Linked DNA regions of Mus musculus: regions 1, 2, 4, 5, 6 and 7 are each linked to region 3. Evidence: chromatin contacts called from public HiCAR-type and promoter capture Hi-C data. All regions are on one chromosome and are shown on one strand. Each heading gives the region's core, a stretch centred on a gene start, on an enhancer-like site or on the middle of the called end of the contact. The rest is flanking DNA. Distances are from core to core; before and after follow the strand shown. Region 1 holds the start of Mecomos (a long non-coding RNA gene). Region 2 overlaps Fndc3b (fibronectin type III domain containing 3B). Region 3 holds the start of Eif5a2 (eukaryotic translation initiation factor 5A2). Region 4 overlaps Gm42192 (a long non-coding RNA gene). Region 5 holds the start of Nceh1 (neutral cholesterol ester hydrolase 1). Region 6 overlaps Tnfsf10 (tumor necrosis factor (ligand) superfamily, member 10). Region 7 holds the start of Ghsr (growth hormone secretagogue receptor).

Region 1 (2,796 bases), core at 48-2,547, 1.2 Mb after region 3:
ATAGCCACAATCCCTATCTGATTGCTTTTACCGATACAGCACCCAACTTTAACACCTGAGTATTTTTTAGGATGTCTGGAAAGAATGAAATCAATTTCTCTGCTTCGATTTTTAAACATATTTAGTAATGAATAGCAACTATTCTGAAACTAAGATGAAATACTTTGCTGAAACAACAGCTCAAGTGAATAAATTATTGTTCTCAAAGATTTATTTCCCAAACTTCAACTACAGCTGCCATATTTAAAATATTTTCCTTGGCTATTTTGATCTATTTCCTGAGCCATTATGCTGAGTGGCTGAAGTATCACAACAAAAAGGCTTCTTTTAAAGTTTCAGTGAACACCGTATGATAAATAAGCAGCTTAATAAAACACAGCAAAGTGGGAGGGGAGCACAGAATAGCATTCTTTTTCTCTTATCTGACTGTCTGATGCTTTCGATGTGAACACATTCAAAAGGAAAAAAAGAGACAAGCCAATATATACTCACAAGTCTAAGAAACAAAGAGTCACAAAACGCACAACGTACACCTGTGCCAATAGGATAAAGGGCATCTTTTATACCACTGAGGGCATTTTATAACTATCTTCAGTTTCTAGAGAAAACTAACCATGGTCATTCTCAAAATGCCAAATCTTCTCTTATGTCTATGCTGGAGCAGAACTAAGGCAGTTAATGTGTTTGGAACTCACCTCAACTCTGTACGAATTGCTTTTTTCTTTTTCATTATTTTATTCATTTTAATTAATTCAGCCTTTTCAAGACAGTGTTTAGCACAGTGTGCAATAACTCCAGGGTCGAAGTCCTCCCCAGGGTTTTAGAAACTTACTCAAAAGTGCTTTCAGCCTTCTAATCTGTGGAGAGAGTGAGTTGGAAGGCATGCACGCCTCGCCTCCACTCCTCTTGTGTACCTTTGGGTAAGTCACTTAACCTTTGAGTTGATTTCCATGCAAGTTTCATAATATCAGCATAATGAGAGTGTTGGGAAAATCCATTGGGTAATGTAAGCGTGAGGTGCTCTGACTCCGTGGGAACAGGTCAAAATAAGTAAGTTGCAATGTGTCTGTATACCAGACTCAAGTAAACACCCACGTATGCACAACACGGAAGCTAGTCCCGCCTGCAAGTGTGACTGTACTTTTTTAATCCTTTGTTCTGCTCCAACGTCAGTTGCCCTAATTCTTATCTTGACTTTGGGAGAGGAGAATTTTAACAATTCGTTTGGGTTTTTTTTGTTTCTCTCTCTCCTCGCTCTCTTGCTCTCTCTCTCTTTCTCTCTCTTTCACTCTCTCTCTCTCTCTCTCTCTCTCTCTCTCTCTCTCTCTCTCTCTCTCTCGCTCTCTCGCTCTCTCGCTCTCGCTCTGCTTCCCTGGAAGATGTCTGTCCATGTCTGGCATGCACCTGAGCTTCTCCATTCCCATTTACTGTGTCCTCTGCTAATCAGGCTAATCAGCAAGAGAGCCTTATAAACAAAGGTGAACAGGGACCCAAAGAGGTAAGCTCGAACAGGAGCGCGCATGCGTGCTCGCCCACACATCACACCCGCCCCTCAGGTCAGAAAAGGCATGCCTTACTTACAATGTCCTCTGGTAAACTTCACATGCCAGAAAAACGAGAATTAGGTAGGTATAATTTACCCCTTGTTGCCTAGGGTCTAAGCTGAAACAAGTACTAAAGAGGTATTTGCTGACCAGACGCGTGCTTGGTCTTAGTGAGCCTAAACTTGGATGCCTGGGACCATCCATCTGAATGACTGTAATGATCTGGTCACAGATCTTCAGCTTCTGCACACCCTTGACTCATTTCTTTGTTTTATATTGTCCAGATCTACTGCCCAACCTTCTGCAGGACCTTGTCATTGAAATGCAGACCTATCCCAGTGTGAGGGAATCGTATGAAGCACTAAACGTAAGTCGTAGAATCTTGCATGGGACACAGCATTTGGTCAATACAAAGTGACTACTATTGTTGATAGTGCTGATGTAATTATTGTCACTCTGCCTGGAATTCACTTTACCTTGGTGACCTCAGGTTAAATCTTATCTACCTCTCCCCCACCCCCTACTTCTTCCTTTTTGCCTACTGATTGGTATCAGCTGGGTCCAAAGCCTTTCTCCTTCACTGGGCTTCTCTCCTGGATTAAAGCCAGCTCCCGTAGCAGGTTTGCCCTTAAGAAGCACCATGATTTAGAAGATGGAGCCACTCACACGGCTACCTTCAGTTGGTGTCTTTTCACAGTAAACTACACTAAACTTGTACGTCTTTGTGAGAGTAACTATGATAAAACATGAGGACACATTTGAAAGAACGCCATCCTTGGCTGGTTGATATTGGCTGGTTGATGCTGCCCCCCCCCAGCCCCCTCCCCCAACCCAGAGGAATCAGTTGATACATATTGATACATAGCTCATTGTCTGTGGACTCGGCCACAAACATGTCTTCCATTTTTGTTGTTTTAGAGTAGAATCCTGGCCATTTTGCTACTTTCTCCCCCAAATTCATTTCTGTGTCAGCCTTTTCCCTGGGCTCAGTTTAGATTTTGCTGCAACTTATTTTAAATTTTTCCTTCTCCCTTTCCCCAAGTGGCCAGGCATTGGCTTTGTTAACCTGTTCGAGTTGATTTGCTCTCTCCCTCCTCCTTCCCCATGTGAATGGTCCTAGTGGAATTCTTATCATTACAAGTTTCTATGGCATTTTTAACAGTGAAAACTCATCTTTCTGAAATAACAAGGCTGTAATAATGTACTTTACCAAAAACAAAAAAAGCAAAAAATCGATAAATAAACAAACAAA
Region 2 (3,044 bases), core at 470-2,969, 1.3 Mb before region 3:
TCTAACAGCCTGGGGGCACAGGGTCTAAACACTGTGGTTTATCAAGACTCAAGGCAGACAAGAGAAGCCTAGGGCACAGGGAGCGACGGTGGACATGGAATTCTTTCATTCCTATCTGTGAAAAAATAGTCACTCTCCAGCTCCAGGCCTTAAATGCACATAGGTGACTGTCTCCCAGAACCTCATACAGGAGTGACACACGGGCTTCTGCACTCCCGACACACTGTCTGCCTCTATGCTCGGGCATTCGCTTTGCCATGATCATGACCGCTCTGAGCATGCCATGCCCTGAGAAATCTCCAAGCCACCAGAGACCTCTCCAGCAGACAACAGAACTGCCTCAGGACTCCCACTGGATCAATGATCCCTCACAACTGACCCTCAGGATTCACAGTGCTGACCGGCTGTTCCCAAGCTGAACTAATCCCTGCAATAGGGTCCATGAAAGTATGTGACTAGGTGTATAACAGACCTGGGTCTGATGCCCAGTGCTACACAAACAGGGTGCTTGCCCACACCTGTGATCCCTGTACACGGAGGCAAGGCAGTAGGATCAGCAGTTCAAACACAAGCCACTCTACCAAGCCAAGCTGAGGCCATCTTGTAACACACATGGGTCTCTCAAAAGTAACCATGTTAAAAATGTGGTGATTGAAAGCCATTACTGTGTATCGTGTTCTACAGTTCCATACTCTGTATGTCTCTTCTCTTAACTTTAGCCAACTTCTGTTGTACATCCTGCATGACAGAGACAGAGGCCTGCAGAAGACCGTGAGCCTCATTGACCAAGCGCTTAAACAAAAGGTTCCACTTTTATGTGCCCTAAGCTATGGGCATGTCCTTTCAAAGCCATCTGATAAAGTAAAGGACCTTTCAAATGGCTTTCAAAAAGTACTTACTGCAGTTGCTAAAGTCATAGTCAAACATCTAGACAACAGCGATTAATCCACACTGCCTCTTGGGGGCAATGTAGTTATTTCACTTTACAGAACTGCAATTTAGACCAAGCAAAAAAATTGCTCTTGGGGTTGGTCTCTCTTTCTTTCTCTCTTTCTCTCTTTCTTTCTCTCTCTCTCTCTCTCTCTCTCTCTCTCTCTCTCTCTCTCTCTCTCTCTCTCTCTCTCTCTCTCTCTCTCTCTCTCTCTCTCTCTCTCATACTGAGGATGGAACCCAGAGGCCTACACAAGATAGAGAAGCACTGTACCTCTGAGTTACATTCCCAGTCCCTGGGCTGAGACTTTTTTGCATGCCATTCCAAGGTTTGAGCATGTATAAAACAGCTTTCCCCAGGACCTCCACCCCTAGGCAGGCTTCTAGTTCTCTGAGAGGACACAAAGGGAAAGAGATCCAGGAGAAAAGCCAATTGACCGAAGGCGCAGCCTGCTTGAAAGTGGGTAGGGAGGGGCACAAAAAAGTACTTGATTCTGTTTATAGGACCTGACTAATTTTTAAACTTTAAAATGGGCTTAAAAACAGCATGTTTCTGTTTGTGTTAATTTGACAAAGAATGTAATAGAAAGATGGCAAACAGTAAGAAAAGCTTTCTCCAGTGGCTCTTCCTCTACTGACTATCCTCAGGGCAGCTGTCCTCGGGACGTGGGAAGATGGACTTTCTACAAGGGCTGGTTTCTGCTCCAGGAACTGAGCACTTCTGGGCTAATTCTACACACATCATTCACGAGCATCCCAATTAACTCAGGCTTGCGTTTGCCTGCCAGAGGAACTCTGTACACCGTGGGGGCTGCGATGCTCTGGCTAACATTCCCAATTAGCTTGGCACCACCAGTGCTGGAAGAGATGTCCAACCAAACTGGCACCGACCACTGAAGCTGGCTGGCATTTTCAATTGCCTTGAAATTAATAGATTAGCAATGCCCCCTTGTTTATTTTCCACAACATCTTCATTCTTGGCTCAGGGGAACGGGGGTGGATGGCTGAGCTGGCAAATGCTCTCCATAGAAGCAGGGGATCTAAAGCTGTGTCTCGGAGTCCACACAGGAAAACGGTGAGGTGGCACACGCTTGCGATCCCAGAGCTGGGGATGCAACCATACAGGTTCCCGGGGCTGCCTGGCCTACCTGTCTCAAAAACACAAAACAGAACAAAACAAGAAGGCGCACGGTGCCCGAGGAATGACACCTGACTCCACACACACACCCACATGAACACACACATTCACAAATGGCTAAGCTAAAGGTGCCAGACCCCACGGTGAACGAACTCTCTCTCTGGCCATGTTTGCATCCTTTCTCTCTTCCCACTGTTCTCCCTGCACTTTCCAGGGTGGTTACTGCCTGCTAAGTAAGTTACATGAAGTTGATTGTAGAGTGTCACCTACGGTAGACCATGGCTATGGAGTGCAGACACGGACCAAGTCACTGAGCTGGGCACTTCCTGCAGCAGTATAGTTTAATGTGATAAAAATTCAATTGAAAACCAAAAGAAACAAGGCTACACTGGCCAAATGAACTTTTGCCAGGTTCTATGCTATGGTTTAGTCTGCTCATGCATCTATATTTAGACGTTGTTCCAGGACTGGCAGACTCTAGGCAACATCAAAGATAAATACTGGCTTGAGATGTGTTCAGCAAGCTATATAATAGCTGAGGCCTATGAGGGGGAGCTGGGGACACTGCACATCTGGGTAGATTTATAGTTTCCAGTGCCAGGCCCCGCTTTACCCTCACAGGCACAGTAACTTTTCCAAGTCAAGATGGAGGGTGGGGTGGTTTGTGGCTGCATGCAGGGAACAGACATAGCACACCTTTCAGCCCCAGGAACACTAGCTACTCATTTCCCACGGGAGGCGTGGCTACCTGAAACAGGCAGGGATGGTCACTGGGGCCTTGGTTTAGAGAAGTTGACATGGCTTCGCTACAAGTTTCTCCAGATACTGGTGTGCATCTGGGCTCTGGCGGGAGCAGGAAACGGGCTGAGAATGTTCCAGTGGAAGGGGAAGGAACGGAGGCAGTTAGCAGGAGAAGCAGTTGCCTGGGGCTGGGGAATGGCTCAGTTTTAGGGCACCTGCATCTGGAATATCAGTG
Region 3 (2,707 bases), core at 158-2,657:
CATACAAATCTTACATGAATATGGTGATAGACAAAGAAGTGATTTCAACTTTGATTATGAGTGGCTCTTATACCCTGCCTTATTGTCCTGCCCAGCCTTTCCCCATAATTCAAAATGAGGAGTAAAAGAGTAACTGTTAATAGTTGGGAAGGTCTGGCTGGGTGTAAGGTAGGGGTGAAAAAGAGGGCTGATGACCAAAAGGCACAGAAAATTTTGGAACGTGATAATATTCTACTATATCCTGACAATGGAGGTGATCGTACATCTGATTTCCTTTTTCAAGCCTCTTAAATCTTATTTCATATATATTCTAACATTAACCTTAGTTTAAACAAAAACTTTAGTAGTCAAGATTTAATAATAGAGATGAAACAGTACACTATGTAATTCTTACTTAAGTATTAGCAGGAGCAATAGTAACAACAACAATAGGGAAAAGCAGAGGGAACTCAGAAGCCAGGGGTCCTAATTCGGCTCTTTCTGTAACAAGAGGCAGAGTTTACTTTATGGAAGCCATGTGCTTATTGCTTCTAGACAACACAAATGAAATGTGTTCTGCATATACGTGTAAGTGACTATGAGACTAGATTTGTTTATAGGACAGCAATACCAAATCACTGAACAACATGAACTGGGTTGTGGGGTGGTCAGTTAATTACCTTGATTCTTTCCAAGGTGAGAGATGAAGCTATGATAAAACTGTGAAAGGAAAGCACACTTCTCGAGAATCTTTGTCTTTAATCATTTAACAACAAAAACAAAAACAAAACCTCAAACTCTAGGGCACACCGATGCCAGGAAGATCAAAGGTCACCGTAGAGTCTCGGGTACATGGGATTTCCCGCCCCTGAGAACACTGCTGACTTCACCAGCACCTCGTCATAGTGTCTGGAGTCCTCTGAGGATCTACAATGCAGAATCATGAAATAGCATACCACACCTAGCACTCTTCGAGCTCCAAGCACGGATTCCAGCCCCAAGGAGGGCTGCAAGCTGTACCAGAAGCTTGAATCAAAGTTCCACTCCACCAACACTCGGGACTCTTGCAAAATCAGCAGGACTTGAGAGTTTGAAGACCATTAAGTGACAGCATCCACGCACCTGCGTGCTAGGGCCCAGAGCAAGCTACCTGGTCCTAATAGTCGTCCCCAAGGTCAACTGGGCGCCGAACTGAAGATGAGGATGCATCTCGCCCGGGAACACTGCGAAGCTTCAAACAGTCGACTGCAGGCAGCTCTGCACGCCGGAAGTGCACTAATCCGCAGCACGTGGGGTTGCCAGGGCGAGCTTCACGTGACGGGGCGGGACCTCGGGAAGCTTCGAGCCAATGGGCGACCTGGAGGCGGGGCCTGTGGCGCGCCGGGGCCTATCCCGGAAGTGTGGTCGCGGCGGGGCGGGCCCGGGCTGGGCGGGCCGGGGCGGGGAGCCGGGTGTGGGAAGCGTGGCGGCCCCGCCCCGTCTCCTGGACCAGCCGCGGCCGCCAGCGCCGCCGCAGCCGCAGGGACCGGCGGACGCAGCAAAGGCGTGCGGTGCGGGGCCGGAAGGTGAAGACCTGGGGCCGGGTCGGCGGGGCGGCGGGGGATGCAGCCGGTGATGCTGGGGTCCGGGCGAGGGGAGGAGCCGAGATGCTTGGGAACTGGAGGGCGGCAAGCGCGGGACCGCCGGAGCTAGGGCCCTTTACCGCTGGGCCGAACCGGGATGCCAGGGCGGCGCCGCTGCGGGTCCTAGGCGCACTGAGGGCCAGGTGCAACCGGCCGGGTGCTCCTGTCCCAGTCTTCCCCGAACCTGCGGCCTGGCTGATACCTTGGCAGCGGGGATGGGACGGAGGGAGGCGCCGGGCCCCGCATCCCGGCGCAGGAAGGTCGTGGGCACTTCTTGCGGTGGGGTGGTGGGGACTGGACCTGCCGGCTGGGCGCTGGTGTCGCCTTCACTCTCCGGCGAGCTCTTCTGCGGCTCCTTTCCCCACCTCCCACCAAGGGCTGGAAAAGTTTTCAGAGGCCTGAATGGCAAAGTATACTCCACTCAGAGTGGGTGTTCTATAAATGCAAACATAACGGGCTAGTGATGCTCGGCTACCTGTCTTCAAAATGAGACATAACCCCGCCTGCATGCCGGTTATTAAAACGCAAACAAACTTTTCGCATAGTTCCCTCAGAAAAACCGCACATCTCCCCAGTCCACCATGGCAGACGAAATTGATTTCACTACTGGAGATGCAGGGGCTTCCAGCACTTATCCTATGCAGTGCTCAGCCCTGCGCAAAAACGGCTTCGTCGTGCTCAAAGGGCGACCATGCAAAATCGTGGAGATGTCAACTTCCAAGACTGGGAAGCATGGTCATGCCAAGGTAGGCCCTTCCAAGTCATTTTTTGGCTTCACCGTTAAGATCATTCGTGTTCCATTCTACATCGTGAGGTTTCTATATTGAAAAATAACTTTTTTTCCTTCCCCTCAGTCTCTTGAATGGTCAGACATTACTCTCAGTAAAGCTCTCCATTTAATCGGACCCTTAGAATGTTTCATTAACTGGAAACTAAAACTTTTTTAAATCCGTGTTTAGTAGAAACAAGCCTGTTCTTCTAATTCTAAGAGACTTGGTTTTCACTTTCTGTGGACTCTTGTTAATTGACTTGCTGACGTGTGTGGTGTGTTGAGTTTTGATGCCATGAAACTGTTCGGGTTTTGGGTACTTACTGAATCTCGTTCT
Region 4 (2,895 bases), core at 79-2,578, 1.5 Mb before region 3:
ACAGTCACAGCTCAGGGCCCAAACCCTGCCTCGTGGCATGTGGGATCTATGTCCATTGGTAAGGCTCATTTCCCGTTAGCCTACATGGTGTCTCTCAGCATTTTTGGAAGCTAGTCAGCAGGGAGGAAGTGTTCAGGGCAATCCAGCTTAGCTTTTCTATTCCCTGCCACTTTGAAGTGCCCTGTGTCTTACCATCTGAAAGCTAATCTGTTTGGTTTTGCTTCTGATTTCTTTCCCCTTCTCTATGAATTAAAAAAAAAATGGATTTTTTTCCGTGCAAGGGAAGACTTTGAGTTTTTTTTCTTTTTACATTAATATAGGCTTTAGCTCACTTAATTAGTTGAGTACAGTAATATACTGAAAGCTGGGACTACAGCCAAGTGAATGTGTTCCTGTGACAGGACCTGACCCCAACAATACACTTAGCACCCTCACCAAAAGAATACACTACCTTATTATTTTGGACTCAATTCAAAATTTATCTATGATATACTCCACCCAGTTTCCTGAAAATTATAAGCAAACTAATTTTCTGCCGGCTACAATGAATCTCAGGGCTGGAGAGATGGTGCTCAGGGGTTGGGAGTATTTGCTACTCCTCTGGCCCCGTCAGGCACACGTACACACATATACAAGGCACACACACACACACACACTCTCTCTCTCTCTCTCTATATATATATATATAGAAAGAGACAGTGTATATATATAGAGAGTGTGTGTGTGTATATATATATACATATATACATATATACATATACACACACATATATACATATATATACAGATATATGTGTGTATATATATGTGTGTGTGTGCATATATATATGTATACATATATATATGATTGGAAAAAAGCCACATTAATCTCTCAGGAACAGTTTCCAAGGGCTTAAATCCGCAGTGCTGACCTCAAGTCCTGCAGAATTCGTAACACCTCATCCCATGGAGAAGAGGGTGATTTCCACCTGGGAGAACAGCAGGCTGGCAAAGGTACTCAGTGTTTAAGAGTACAGGTATGCAAAGCCACATGTGGTGACTCAGGACAACCAGGAGTTCAAGGTCATCCTTAGTGACAGAGTGGTTTTGACAACTGTTTGGACTGCATGAGACTCCTACTCACCCCTGCCTGCCCCTTCAAAGAATGTTCATTATACACAAACTTTACCTTGACAGCCAGCTGCTACAGTTACTATAGACACTGGTTTTCTCAGGACAACACTGTTTCTTTCTCCGGCATAGTCTTTATGGATGTAGCTGGGAGGAAGCAAAGCCCAGGAAGAAGCAGTAGGGGGCACTGAAGTTCAGTCAAGGGCACTTGGCAAGTCTGTCCTGCCTTGTAAATTTACAACAACCTGTTGTGCAACCCCAGAATTGACAGCTCTCAGAGGAGACTTCCTGGGGTGAGCACTGGAATTTCCAGAACCGTAAAGGGAAACAAAGAATCAAATCCTTTGCTTTCATTGTTCACAGAGCAAGACTGGCTGGCGCCTGGTTCTGTCAAACTGTTAGGTGTGATCATGGAGACATCTGGCCCGCCTGTTTCCTTTTGAAAAAGGGGAATCCTTAACCCCAAAGCCTGAACTCAAATAGTACTGTCTCCACCAATCTCTGTCTCTAGGTTTGCTTCATCAGGCTTGCTCCATCGGAGGCTTGGGTAATTAGGATGGCCTCCAGTAGCAGGATTAAGGCTCTACCCTGCAACGTAAGTGACTTGAACCTTATGTTTCCTTTCCTTCAGCATTTCAAGTTCACCTCTTCAGAATTTTTCTTCAGAGGAGAAACACCCACAGCTGTTGCTGCTCAACCCGAAGGTTAACCTGCCTTCTGTAGTGGGAAGTTTCAGGGCAGAGAACCCTGTTCCTCCCCCAGGGGCAGGATGCAGCTGGACTGAGACAGAGGGTGACCCCTTTCCTCTTCCCACCTCAGCCGTTGGAGACTCAAATGGTCTGCTATTTCAATGCTCTACCGACCTTGATAGAGCCTTTCTTTTACATGAAAGACCTCCAACCGTCTCGGACAAAGAAAATTTGCATTCAGAAAATAATCTAGTGAATGTAACTTTTGTTGTTGAAAATATTTAATCCTAACCCGAGGTTTTTACTCTGCCTTTGATCATTCGGTTTCTGGAAAAAAGACACACAACTTTTATTATTTACAATAAGCCTTAATCAGCACTAGAGCTGGGCAGATATCTACCCACTATGCTATTAAAATCTATTTCCTATTGATAACTCCGAGTTATTACTGTGTTTCATCTGGGCTGTTCTTGACTTCAGTTGGCCAGCCCTCCGGGCTATTTTTCCATGACTCAACCTATGGAGTCTTTCTCCTTTCTTCCCCTCTTCTTCCCTCCTTGCCTCTCCTCAGATCCCAGGCAGGGAACACCAAGCACCACCTATCTCAAGTCTGCCCAGCTATAGGTTGTAGGCATCTTTATTTACTAATTAGAAATAACTTGGGAGCAAAGTCACATAGCATCACTTAGGTCTATGTGCAAACTCTCATCTCTGGGGACAATCAGGTCTTGGAGGCCCTCACTTAGCATTACAATACATAGCAACAGACCAAACCTAAACATAACTTAATAAACAAGGAGCAGTAGAGTTAGCTTTTATGTTGTTCTCTTAAACACACAGACAGACAGACAGACAGACAGACACACACACACACACACAGACAGTTCTTTTTATCAATGTTTCTTCTGACAAATATAGAATGATTCTTTTTCTTATGCTTAGACTTAAATTCTTTCCCTTTCTTTCTTTCGCCCTTATTGTTTGCAGGGTGCTTGGTCTGACTTGAGTCAGGGTCTCATTACATAGCCCAGGCTAGCTTTTAACTCAACCCTCCACTTTGCAGTCTCCGGGATTATCGGTATTTTTCTTATCATAG
Region 5 (2,721 bases), core at 103-2,602, 1.6 Mb before region 3:
CAAAACTCCTTTCCAAGCTATGAAGGAAGCATCAAGAATCACTGTAGTTTCTTAAAACAACAGCAGCCACTTGGCGGTGGAGAAATGGCTTGGTAGCTAAGTGTTCACTTTTCAAAGGTTTTGCGAAGGACCAGAGTCCAGTTCCCTGCGCCCATGTCAGGCCGCTCAGGATCCAGGGAATCCCGTGCTCTCTTCTGGCATCCACAAACACTTGCTCTCCTGTGCACATTTCCACACAGAGATACACACATCACATAATTAAAAACAAACAGTTTACGATAAGATCTTTGCTTTACTGATTATATATGGTGCTGAGAAGTAACCCCAGGGCTTTGTGTGTGTGGGGGGGGAGAAGCACTCTGTCATTGAACTGAATTCCCAGACCTTTTTTCTATTATTTTTTTTTTCCAGCAAGGTTTCATATAACCCAGGTTGGCTTCAAAATCCTGGTCCTCCTGTTTCCACCTTCCCAATTCTGAGATTACAGGTGCTATCACCAGGCCCAGCTGAGGGCATTTGGAAGCCAACACTGGCCTTATTGCATGAGCTATGAGAAATCAGGTATTAGTTCTCTCTCTCTCTCTCTCTCTCTCTCTCTCTCTCTCTCTCTGTGTGTGTGTGTGTGTGTGTGTATGTGTATCTGTGTGTTTGTTGTGCAATGCCCCCCATATAGCCATGGGTGGCTTAGAACTCACAATGTGAACCAGGCTGTGTGCACCACCATGCCAGAAACTCTCTTTTTAAACCGCTTACTGACTTTATCAAGTGTTTCTCTCGAGAGGAGTTTTGGTATCTTTTGCAGTAGTCTCTTTGTTTTGATCAGATGCTTTATATTCTTTGAAAGTTGCACAGTGCAACTATCTGAGTTTTCTATTTGCTTGTTTGTCTGATACTTTGGTTTTCTTGAGGCAGGGTTTCTCATCTAGCCCAGTATGGACTCAAACTTGTTATGCAGTCCAAGATGACCTTGGCCTTCATCCTGTCTCCTCCTTTCAAGACCAAGGATAACAGTTAAGTGTGCCAAACCCAACGGATTTATTGTTTGTTTGTTACTGTTAGTTTTTCTTCTGATACTATTTCTGGTAGCTCAGGCTGACCCGGAACCCCTTTTGCCACACCTTCAGAGGCAGCTTGGCATCGCAGGCAGTCATACTCACAGTGTCCGCCAGGGGTTGCTGGTTGCTGTGTGTCCTCCGGGCTGCACCACCCTGCTTCCTGCAACCTGGCGAGCCCGCAGCTATTCGCAAGGACACCGCGGAGGGGGCACATCCGCGCTCCCACTTCCTCCCGACGCAGCCTGTGATTGGCTCGCAGCCTGAGGAGGAACACGTGAAACAGCAGCTGCGGCTGGCAGAAACTTGCTGGTCTTCTCCGGGTAGCATCGCACCGTACCGCGGTCAGCTCCGGACAGCCCGGCCTGGGGACAATGAGGTCGTCATGCGTCCTACTGGCCGCTCTGCTGGCTCTGGCTGCCTACTACGTGTACATCCCACTGCCCAGCGCGGTGTCCGACCCCTGGAAACTGATGCTGCTGGACGCCACTTTCCGCGGCGCGCAGCAAGTGGTGAGCAGAGCGAAAGGGGATGCCCCGTCTCGTCCTTGCTCCTCTAAACGAAACCCCCATCGCTTATCCCGGTTGCCCATGGGCCCTTTGAGGATGTCACATTTGCATCCTTGTCCTGCAATAGGGATATCCCGTGTTTCCGTGAACGCGCATCTGCCTCTCCCTGCTTCTTCTGATCTCTGGGGTCTGAGGGTGTCGTGTTTGCATCCGTGTAATGCAGTGGGGGCACCCGGTGTCACCCATGTTTTCTCAGAGTGCACGATTCCCCAGGACCCCTAGCCCGGGCACCGAGGATGTCCTGTTCGCATCCTTGAAGTCCACAGGCAGATAGGAGTGGAAACAGGTGAAGTTCTCCTCGCCTGGCGTCTCTGACAGCTGTTTAACCTTTCCTAGGACCTAATTAGCTCCCCTGCTTTCTTGGTTCGCTGTGTCTTGAGCCAGAGCCTTTGGTAATTTATAAACCACCTCGCCCCCACCTCTGTTGTCCCACTGGCTTGCAAAGGAGGAGTTAATTTTTTTTTTTTTTGCTAAGGGGATTGTGATTCACCGGTGAGCAGAAGCGGGCACAGGCAGTCTCCTAACGTCCCCAGGCCTTAGCGCTCCTTCTGGGGATCGCAGGCTAGGAGGAACCGCTCTGACCTTCGGTTCTCTCCCTGGCATTTCTCAGCTCAGCGGAAGAAAAGAAGGCCGGGAGACTAGCAATCCCGGAGGGCTGTAACGGTCCCTGTTTGAAGGCTGTTTTCTTGTGGCATTTGTTTTGCGTCCTTCGATGTCTGGGAGATAACCTTGGCCTGAGCCGGAGCGGTGTGGCCTTCTTTTAACCTGCAGGGTGGCATTTCTCTGCACTGTATCCTGCTCCTGCACATTGCTCCCCCGTGGGGAGGACAGTGTCATTGGTTTATTCCATGATAGGAGGATTGCTTTTAGTATCAGAAGCGCAGTCTGCAGCTAAGGCTGAACGCCATGACTGCATCGTATTTTTGAGTAGTCAGAGATATGCAGGTTCCCAGCGCTTCTCCACAATCAAGCCACCCTCCACCTCTGCCCAACACTGAGCCTTAATACTGTTTGTTTTGTTTTTTCAAGACAAAGTTTCTTTATAACCCTGGCTATACTGGAACTTGCTCTGTAGACCAGGCTAGCCTCTAACTTGACTG
Region 6 (2,838 bases), core at 248-2,747, 1.5 Mb before region 3:
GCCCAGCAGACATCTATCTTGTCTGCACTTTGACCACTTGTAAGTCTGTAATAACCACTGTCCTCCAGACAAAGAAGTGGGTCTGAAAAACTCTCAAACAAACAAGTCACACTTTGAAAAGCTGGTGGGTAGAAGAGCAAGTGTCTGAACAAAAATCAAAGTGAAGCTCAAAGAGTTAGCATTTGTCTCTCCCGTGATCGGATAGTGATTAGAACTCTGATCCAAGTCATGGAACCAAATGTTGTGTTTTATACAACCACAGGGAAAAGAATGTTTGGTGGACCTGTAGTCAGGTGTGGGGGTAGGGGGTGCCTCTGCAGGCCCATGCTGAGGTATCTCTTCTCCTGAGGGCATGGGGAAGGGAGTTAAGAGGGTAGTATAGATAGAGAAAGGGAGGGAGAGAGGGAGAGGGAGGGAGAGAGGGAGAGGGAGAGGGAGAGGGAGAGGGAGAGGGAGAGGGAGAGGGAGAGGGAGAGGGAGAGGGAGAGGGAGAGGGAGAGGGAGAGGGAGAGGGAGAGGGAGAGGGAGAGAGAGCGCAGAGGAGTAGAGGTCAGCCATAAACATGTGGAGAGAGAAGGGGGAGGGTAGGTAATGGGAGAGAGGAGGAAGTGAAAAGAGGACAGATGGAGAGCAAGAAGGCAAGAGAGAGAGGAGGGGGAAGAGTCAGGCACACCTGGCTGTTGCCAGGTAACCTGGGGGGGGGGGGTAAGACAAAATGCTAACACAATGTATCACATTTCTCAGTCCAGTAAGGCTGAGGGTGGGGGTGCACATAAACCAGATGTTTGAAATGTGTTTGGAGGGAGGAATCAGTCAGGGAAGTGCTTCCTATGTACACGTGAGAACTCAAGTTTGATCCTAATTACCCAGCATGCACCTGTAATCCCAGTGCTTGCAGGGAGAAGACTGAAGAATCCCTGAGGCTTGCTGGCTGAGGGTATATGTAGTCTTACTAGTGAACTCCAGGCCCTGTGAGAGACCCTGCATATCACACACACACACACACACACACACACACACACACACACTTTTATTTTATTTTTTAAAAGAGTATGCTTTGTTTTTAAATAACTCAGAGGAGTTCCTGTGTTGACAATAGTGTGAACACAATGGCCTGGCTTTCCTTCCACCTTTTCCTCTGATTAGACTTGACTTGGCTAGTGGTTTATAATCAGGATTTAACTCCTCCTTTGAAAAAAGTTGGACTTTATGTCAGGAGGAACCTAGATACAAACGCAGAAAATCCCCCGGGACTGGGAATGCCAAACTGACAAGAGTTAAAACCAACTCCACTTCAGGTTGCTCGTGTCCAAGTTGGGTAGACATATGCTCTAGGGAGCCGAGGAGTGGCAGGGATGGTGAACACCCCACTCCCTTGTCTAGAACCTGATGGAGAAATGAATTATCCAAGTTTAGACAGGGCTTTGGAGCCAGGGTAGAGCCAGAGCCCAGGGCTGTGGGTGCCAGGCACTACTCGCCAGCCCCATCCCCCACGTAATCTGCACTGTGCACATTGCCCAGTACACAGTGCAACATCCGACCTGCTGTCTTGTTTGGAACTGCATGGTAAGGGAAAGTTTCCAGAAAAATGGCTGTACAAAATTCACAGATAGCAATGGTCTCCGGGGGCCCTGCAGTTTGTATGTCCTATGGAGCAGGACTTTGATAATCCCAATCAGTTGGAAATTTTTCCAAGTGGGTGAGGTAGATTTTCCTTTTATTTGAAAATAATTATGAAAATTATGGCTGATGGTGATTTATTTATTATAGGGCATGCTGGTCAAGAATCTCCGCATACGTGTGGGGCCAGAGGACGACCTCTGATGTCATTTCTTGGATACCACCTACCTTTTTTTTTTTCTTTTTCTTTTGTTTTCTCTTGCTTCCTTTCTTCCCAGTTATTATTTGAGTCAGGGTCTCTCATTAACTTGGAACTCACCTGGTAGAGTCTCTCAGGGGCCAACCGCAGACTCCATTTCTCTCCACTGGGACTCCAGGACTGCCTTGCTTCTCTCTCTCTCTCTCTCTCTCTCTCTCTCTCTCTCTCTCCCTTTCTTTCATTTTTTCCCTTTCCTTTCTTTCTTTTTCTTTCTTTCTTCCTTTTTTTTTTGTTTTTTTTGGACAGGGTTTTTATATGTAGCCCTGGCTGTCCTTGAACTCAGAGATCTGTCTACCTCTGCCTCATGAAGGCTGGGATTAGATTCGTGCATTCCCCATTCATTGCCTGGCTTAGTCCTAACTTTGTTTATGTGGCTTGGGGGATGGAATTCAAGTCCACAAGTTTGTCTGGCAAGCATTTTCCTGACTGTGTTGTCTCTGTATCCTAAATTTGTATATTTCTTTCTTTAAAATTACATTTATTTATTATTTATGTGTGTTTGTGGGGGGGAACATGCTGTGTCATATGGGTGGTATCAAAGGACAACCTGGAAGAGTTAATTTTTTTCCCTTCTACCATGTGGGTCCTGGGGATTGAACTCAGGTCATAAGGTTGGTTATAAATACGTTGGTCTTTGAGTCATCTTGTTTGCCCCAAGTTTGTATATTCCCCGAGAAATAGAGTATAACTATTGCTACTTTTCAGTTCTACGTTTATGTAAGAGATTGGAGCACATCTGTGGTTATAGACTGTGGCAGCACACCCCAAGGTTTGTTAACTATACAGCATAAACAGAGTGAGTCTGTCTCTGTGCACAGGTGTCCGAGCAACTGGCACAGGTGGCAAGGTGGCCTCACTCCCTCTAAGATTTCCCCAATCCTCTGTCGACTCTGGCAGTCCGATTGGATAATTAAGGTTTCCAAAATTCTGCTCGAAAATCCAGCAGTTACAAATAAAGC
Region 7 (2,768 bases), core at 211-2,710, 1.4 Mb before region 3:
TTGGAGGTTAGCTCTTTTACTTGCTGAGCTATCTTGATGGCTCTGGGTTTGACGATATTTTAGATAAATTCAAAGTCAATTTGGAACAAAGTCTGTAATGCATCAGTGTAACTAAGCCATGGTGTGGTGAAGTCACAGGCAAACTGTGAGTCAAACTTCCTTCACACAATATTTTGATTTTTTTCATTGTGAGTCTCATGTACATGTGCATACACTGAGTTCCTGTCTGACTTGTGAGCTAACAATTTAGGTGATAGAGAAGGCAATAAGCCATCTAGCAAAGGCATGTGGTATTGCACTCCGGTATGCAAGAAACTGTTAATGATTGATCTGCATTTTGGTGGGTGGTCTCCCTCCTTCAGCACTGAAGCACAAGACTGTTGGGAAAAGCTTCAGGCTTGAGGAGGCAGATCAGAACACGTGCACATGTGAGGGGCTCGGGCGCTGGCCGAGGTGCTGAACAGTTCCTGTTAATGAGCAGGAACCATGAAGAGGCTCTGAGCTCTCAAAGGGTCTTCTCAATTTTTCAGGTGTGGATTCCCAGATCTGAACAGCAGATGCGCAGGTCGTTCTCGGAAGACCCTTGTTAGTACCGAGATGCCCTGAAATTCATTCCCATCGAATGAAAATCCCCTTTCTCACTAGCAACCAGGAAGAAACGCTAGCCCTTATTAATTTGTCAAATGGCTCAGGCATCTCAGATGTTTGGCTTCCATCCCCAATGATCCTTACGCTGTCTAGCATTTTACAAAGAAACAACAGCAAACTAAAGCTCCGAAGGTTGGAGCTCTTGGCCGGGGGGGGGGGGGGGGATCGCAGCTTCTAAGTAGCTGATCTCTCCAAACCAAGCTTTTAAGAAGTTTACTGCTCACCCTCGACGTGCGCCAGCCTGGCAGCACAGGCTGCTTCTGCTCCTGCACTTGCCACACATTTCCCCCTGTGTGGGTCTCTGCAGCGTTCTTGTCCCTGCGCTAGTTTACTTCAGTTTGTAAAGGTGACTTTCATGCTCATCCAGCATACCCCTTAACCACACCAAGTCCTAGGGCTGGGATTTAGAACAGGGCTTTCGCACACTTGGAGAATGAACCAGCTCTGGTTTTGATCTGTGATCTCAGAGCAGATTCTGGGTTTAAAATCCGGGCGAACACCCACTGGGGTGTGTTCTAAGATTGCCAGAAGCTCTTCCCAGGTGCGCACTGTCTCCTCTGATTTGAATACAAATAGAAGCTTCCGTTTTCCCCTCTGCCTTTCTTTCTCCACCGAGGGGAACACTCGCTTTTTCTCCCGTCTCTCTGTGAAGGAAGAGCTTTGATCCCGCTGCTGAAGGCATCTTTCACTACGGTCTCCACCCTTCATTACTTTACCCAAATGACCTATCCTTCCCGGCCACCCTAGCGCCCAAGAGTGGAGAGAGGAGCCCTCACACACTCGCTTTGCAGCGCCTGCCTTCCGCAGAGCCCACGCACTCGGACGCTGTGGGGAGCACGACAGGCTGCTGGGGCGAGATCTCCAGTGCCAGGCACTGCTGGTGGCGCCGCCGATAGAGTGACAGGTAAGTGAGTGCGTGTACAGTCGAGGCTGTATTGGGAGACCGGGACTGTGTGGGGAAGATAGTGGGAAGGGGGAAGAAAAGAGAGATGTGGGAGGGAGGGGAGAGGAGGAACGGAAGGAAATAGGGAGAGACGTGCAGTGGGTCACTCTCTTCCTTTCATCGCTAATGTTCGCACCCCCATTCCACCTTCTCCTAGGCTTCTTCTCACTTCTCTCTTCCCCAAGCATCCTTCCTGCTGCTCGCGCCCATTCCTCCCCCCACGCCGCCCCCCGCCCGGCCCCCACTCTTCCGCGCCTAGGAGGACCTCCTCAGGGGACCAGATTTCCGCGCGGCTGCGACCCCAAGCCTGGCAACATGTGGAACGCGACGCCCAGCGAGGAGCCGGAGCCTAACGTCACGCTGGACCTGGACTGGGACGCTTCTCCCGGCAACGACTCACTCTCTGACGAACTGCTGCCACTGTTCCCCGCGCCGCTGCTGGCGGGCGTCACTGCCACCTGCGTGGCGCTCTTCGTGGTGGGCATCTCGGGCAACCTGCTCACCATGCTGGTGGTGTCCCGCTTCCGCGAGCTGCGCACCACCACCAACCTCTACCTATCCAGCATGGCCTTCTCCGATCTGCTCATCTTCCTGTGCATGCCGCTGGACCTCGTCCGCCTCTGGCAGTATCGGCCCTGGAACTTCGGCGACCTGCTCTGCAAACTCTTCCAGTTTGTCAGCGAGAGCTGCACCTACGCCACGGTCCTCACCATCACCGCGCTGAGCGTCGAGCGCTACTTCGCCATCTGCTTCCCGCTGCGGGCCAAGGTGGTGGTCACCAAGGGCCGTGTGAAGCTGGTCATCCTTGTCATTTGGGCCGTGGCCTTCTGCAGCGCGGGGCCCATCTTCGTGCTGGTGGGCGTGGAGCACGAGAACGGCACAGATCCCCGGGACACCAACGAGTGCCGCGCCACCGAGTTCGCTGTGCGCTCTGGGCTGCTCACCGTGATGGTATGGGTGTCGAGCGTCTTCTTCTTCCTGCCGGTCTTCTGCCTCACTGTGCTCTACAGTCTCATCGGGAGGAAGCTGTGGCGGAGGCGCGGCGACGCGGCGGTGGGCTCCTCGCTCAGGGACCAGAACCACAAACAGACAGTGAAGATGCTTGGTGAGTTCTGACACCCCGGTGGCTTTTCTTCCCCCACTGCTTGCTCTTTGCCAGAGCCCTCTATTTCTGTTT

The links. Promoter capture Hi-C pulls out the DNA fragments that hold promoters and counts their contacts. HiCAR-type assays count read pairs that join an accessible place to other places.
Region 1: a promoter capture Hi-C map of hippocampal neurons shows a contact between it and region 3, with 4 times the contacts expected there. The contact joins the promoter of Mecomos here to the promoter of Eif5a2 in region 3. A contact is called at or near these places in 2 of 39 promoter capture datasets (hippocampal neurons and liver).
Region 2: a HiCAR-type map of astrocytes shows a contact between it and region 3, with 3 times the contacts expected there. The contact joins the enhancer-like site here to the promoter of Eif5a2 in region 3. A contact is called at or near these places in 3 of 39 promoter capture datasets (the 3T3-L1 cell line, embryonic stem cells and maxillary cranial neural crest) and 3 of 115 datasets of contacts at active chromatin or transcription factors (astrocytes, extraembryonic endoderm stem cells and trophoblast stem cells).
Region 4: a promoter capture Hi-C map of liver shows a contact between it and region 3, with 6 times the contacts expected there. The contact joins the enhancer-like site here to the promoter of Eif5a2 in region 3. A contact is called at or near these places in 4 of 39 promoter capture datasets (frontonasal cranial neural crest, hippocampal neurons, liver and 1 more) and 1 of 484 Hi-C or Micro-C datasets (the G1E-ER4 cell line).
Region 5: a contact with region 3 is called in a HiCAR-type map of astrocytes, with 4 times the contacts expected there. The contact joins the promoter of Nceh1 here to the promoter of Eif5a2 in region 3. A contact is called at or near these places in 6 of 39 promoter capture datasets (the 3T3-L1 cell line, 3T3-L1-derived adipocytes, hippocampal neurons and 2 more) and 1 of 115 datasets of contacts at active chromatin or transcription factors (astrocytes).
Region 6: a promoter capture Hi-C map of liver shows a contact between it and region 3, with 5 times the contacts expected there. The contact joins the enhancer-like site here to the promoter of Eif5a2 in region 3. A contact is called at or near these places in 10 of 39 promoter capture datasets (the 3T3-L1 cell line, 3T3-L1-derived adipocytes, the HPC-7 cell line and 5 more) and 2 of 115 datasets of contacts at active chromatin or transcription factors (astrocytes and large pre-B cells).
Region 7: a promoter capture Hi-C map of hippocampal neurons shows a contact between it and region 3, with 6 times the contacts expected there. The contact joins the promoter of Ghsr here to the promoter of Eif5a2 in region 3. A contact is called at or near these places in 5 of 39 promoter capture datasets (cranial neural crest, frontonasal cranial neural crest, hippocampal neurons and 2 more).

Annotation. Positions count from the first base shown.
Region 1 is chr3:30,018,643-30,021,438 of GRCm38.p6, forward strand. It overlaps Mecomos (a long non-coding RNA gene), which reads left to right and starts at 1,298. Exons shown (of 3, transcript XR_003954597.1): 1 at 1,298-1,498; 2 at 1,829-1,911. All of the region lies in intron 2 of Mecom (MDS1 and EVI1 complex locus), which reads right to left.
Region 2 is chr3:27,476,987-27,480,030 of GRCm38.p6, forward strand. All of the region lies in intron 11 of Fndc3b (fibronectin type III domain containing 3B), which reads right to left. Among named protein-coding and RNA genes, the nearest start is that of Gm32738, 4.0 kb to the right of the region's middle. Within about 2 kb of position 1,720, at least 18 of the 459 cell types and tissues checked have an H3K27ac peak or open chromatin away from gene starts, as enhancers often do. A contact at or near this core is called in astrocytes and trophoblast stem cells, where this site is marked.
Region 3 is chr3:28,779,870-28,782,576 of GRCm38.p6, forward strand. It overlaps Eif5a2 (eukaryotic translation initiation factor 5A2), which reads left to right and starts at 1,408. Exons shown (of 5, transcript NM_177586.6): 1 at 1,408-1,544; 2 at 2,147-2,347. The coding sequence starts at 2,183. It overlaps 1700112D23Rik (RIKEN cDNA 1700112D23 gene), which reads right to left and starts at 1,253. Exons shown (of 3, transcript NR_166152.1): 1 at 1,102-1,253.
Region 4 is chr3:27,268,928-27,271,822 of GRCm38.p6, forward strand. All of the region lies in intron 1 of Gm42192 (a long non-coding RNA gene), which reads left to right. Among named protein-coding and RNA genes, the nearest start is that of Gm42192, 10 kb to the left of the region's middle. Within about 2 kb of position 1,329, at least 105 of the 459 cell types and tissues checked have an H3K27ac peak or open chromatin away from gene starts, as enhancers often do. A contact at or near this core is called in liver and pre-B cells, where this site is marked.
Region 5 is chr3:27,181,652-27,184,372 of GRCm38.p6, forward strand. Nceh1 (neutral cholesterol ester hydrolase 1) reads left to right here and starts at 1,353. Exons shown (of 5, transcript NM_178772.3): 1 at 1,353-1,564. The coding sequence starts at 1,427.
Region 6 is chr3:27,319,869-27,322,706 of GRCm38.p6, forward strand. All of the region lies in intron 1 of Tnfsf10 (tumor necrosis factor (ligand) superfamily, member 10), which reads left to right. Among named protein-coding and RNA genes, the nearest start is that of Tnfsf10, 4.2 kb to the left of the region's middle. Within about 2 kb of position 1,498, at least 43 of the 459 cell types and tissues checked have an H3K27ac peak or open chromatin away from gene starts, as enhancers often do. A contact at or near this core is called in liver, where this site is marked.
Region 7 is chr3:27,369,891-27,372,658 of GRCm38.p6, forward strand. Ghsr (growth hormone secretagogue receptor) reads left to right here and starts at 1,461. Exons shown (of 3, transcript NM_177330.4): 1 at 1,461-1,552; 2 at 1,749-2,696. The coding sequence starts at 1,907.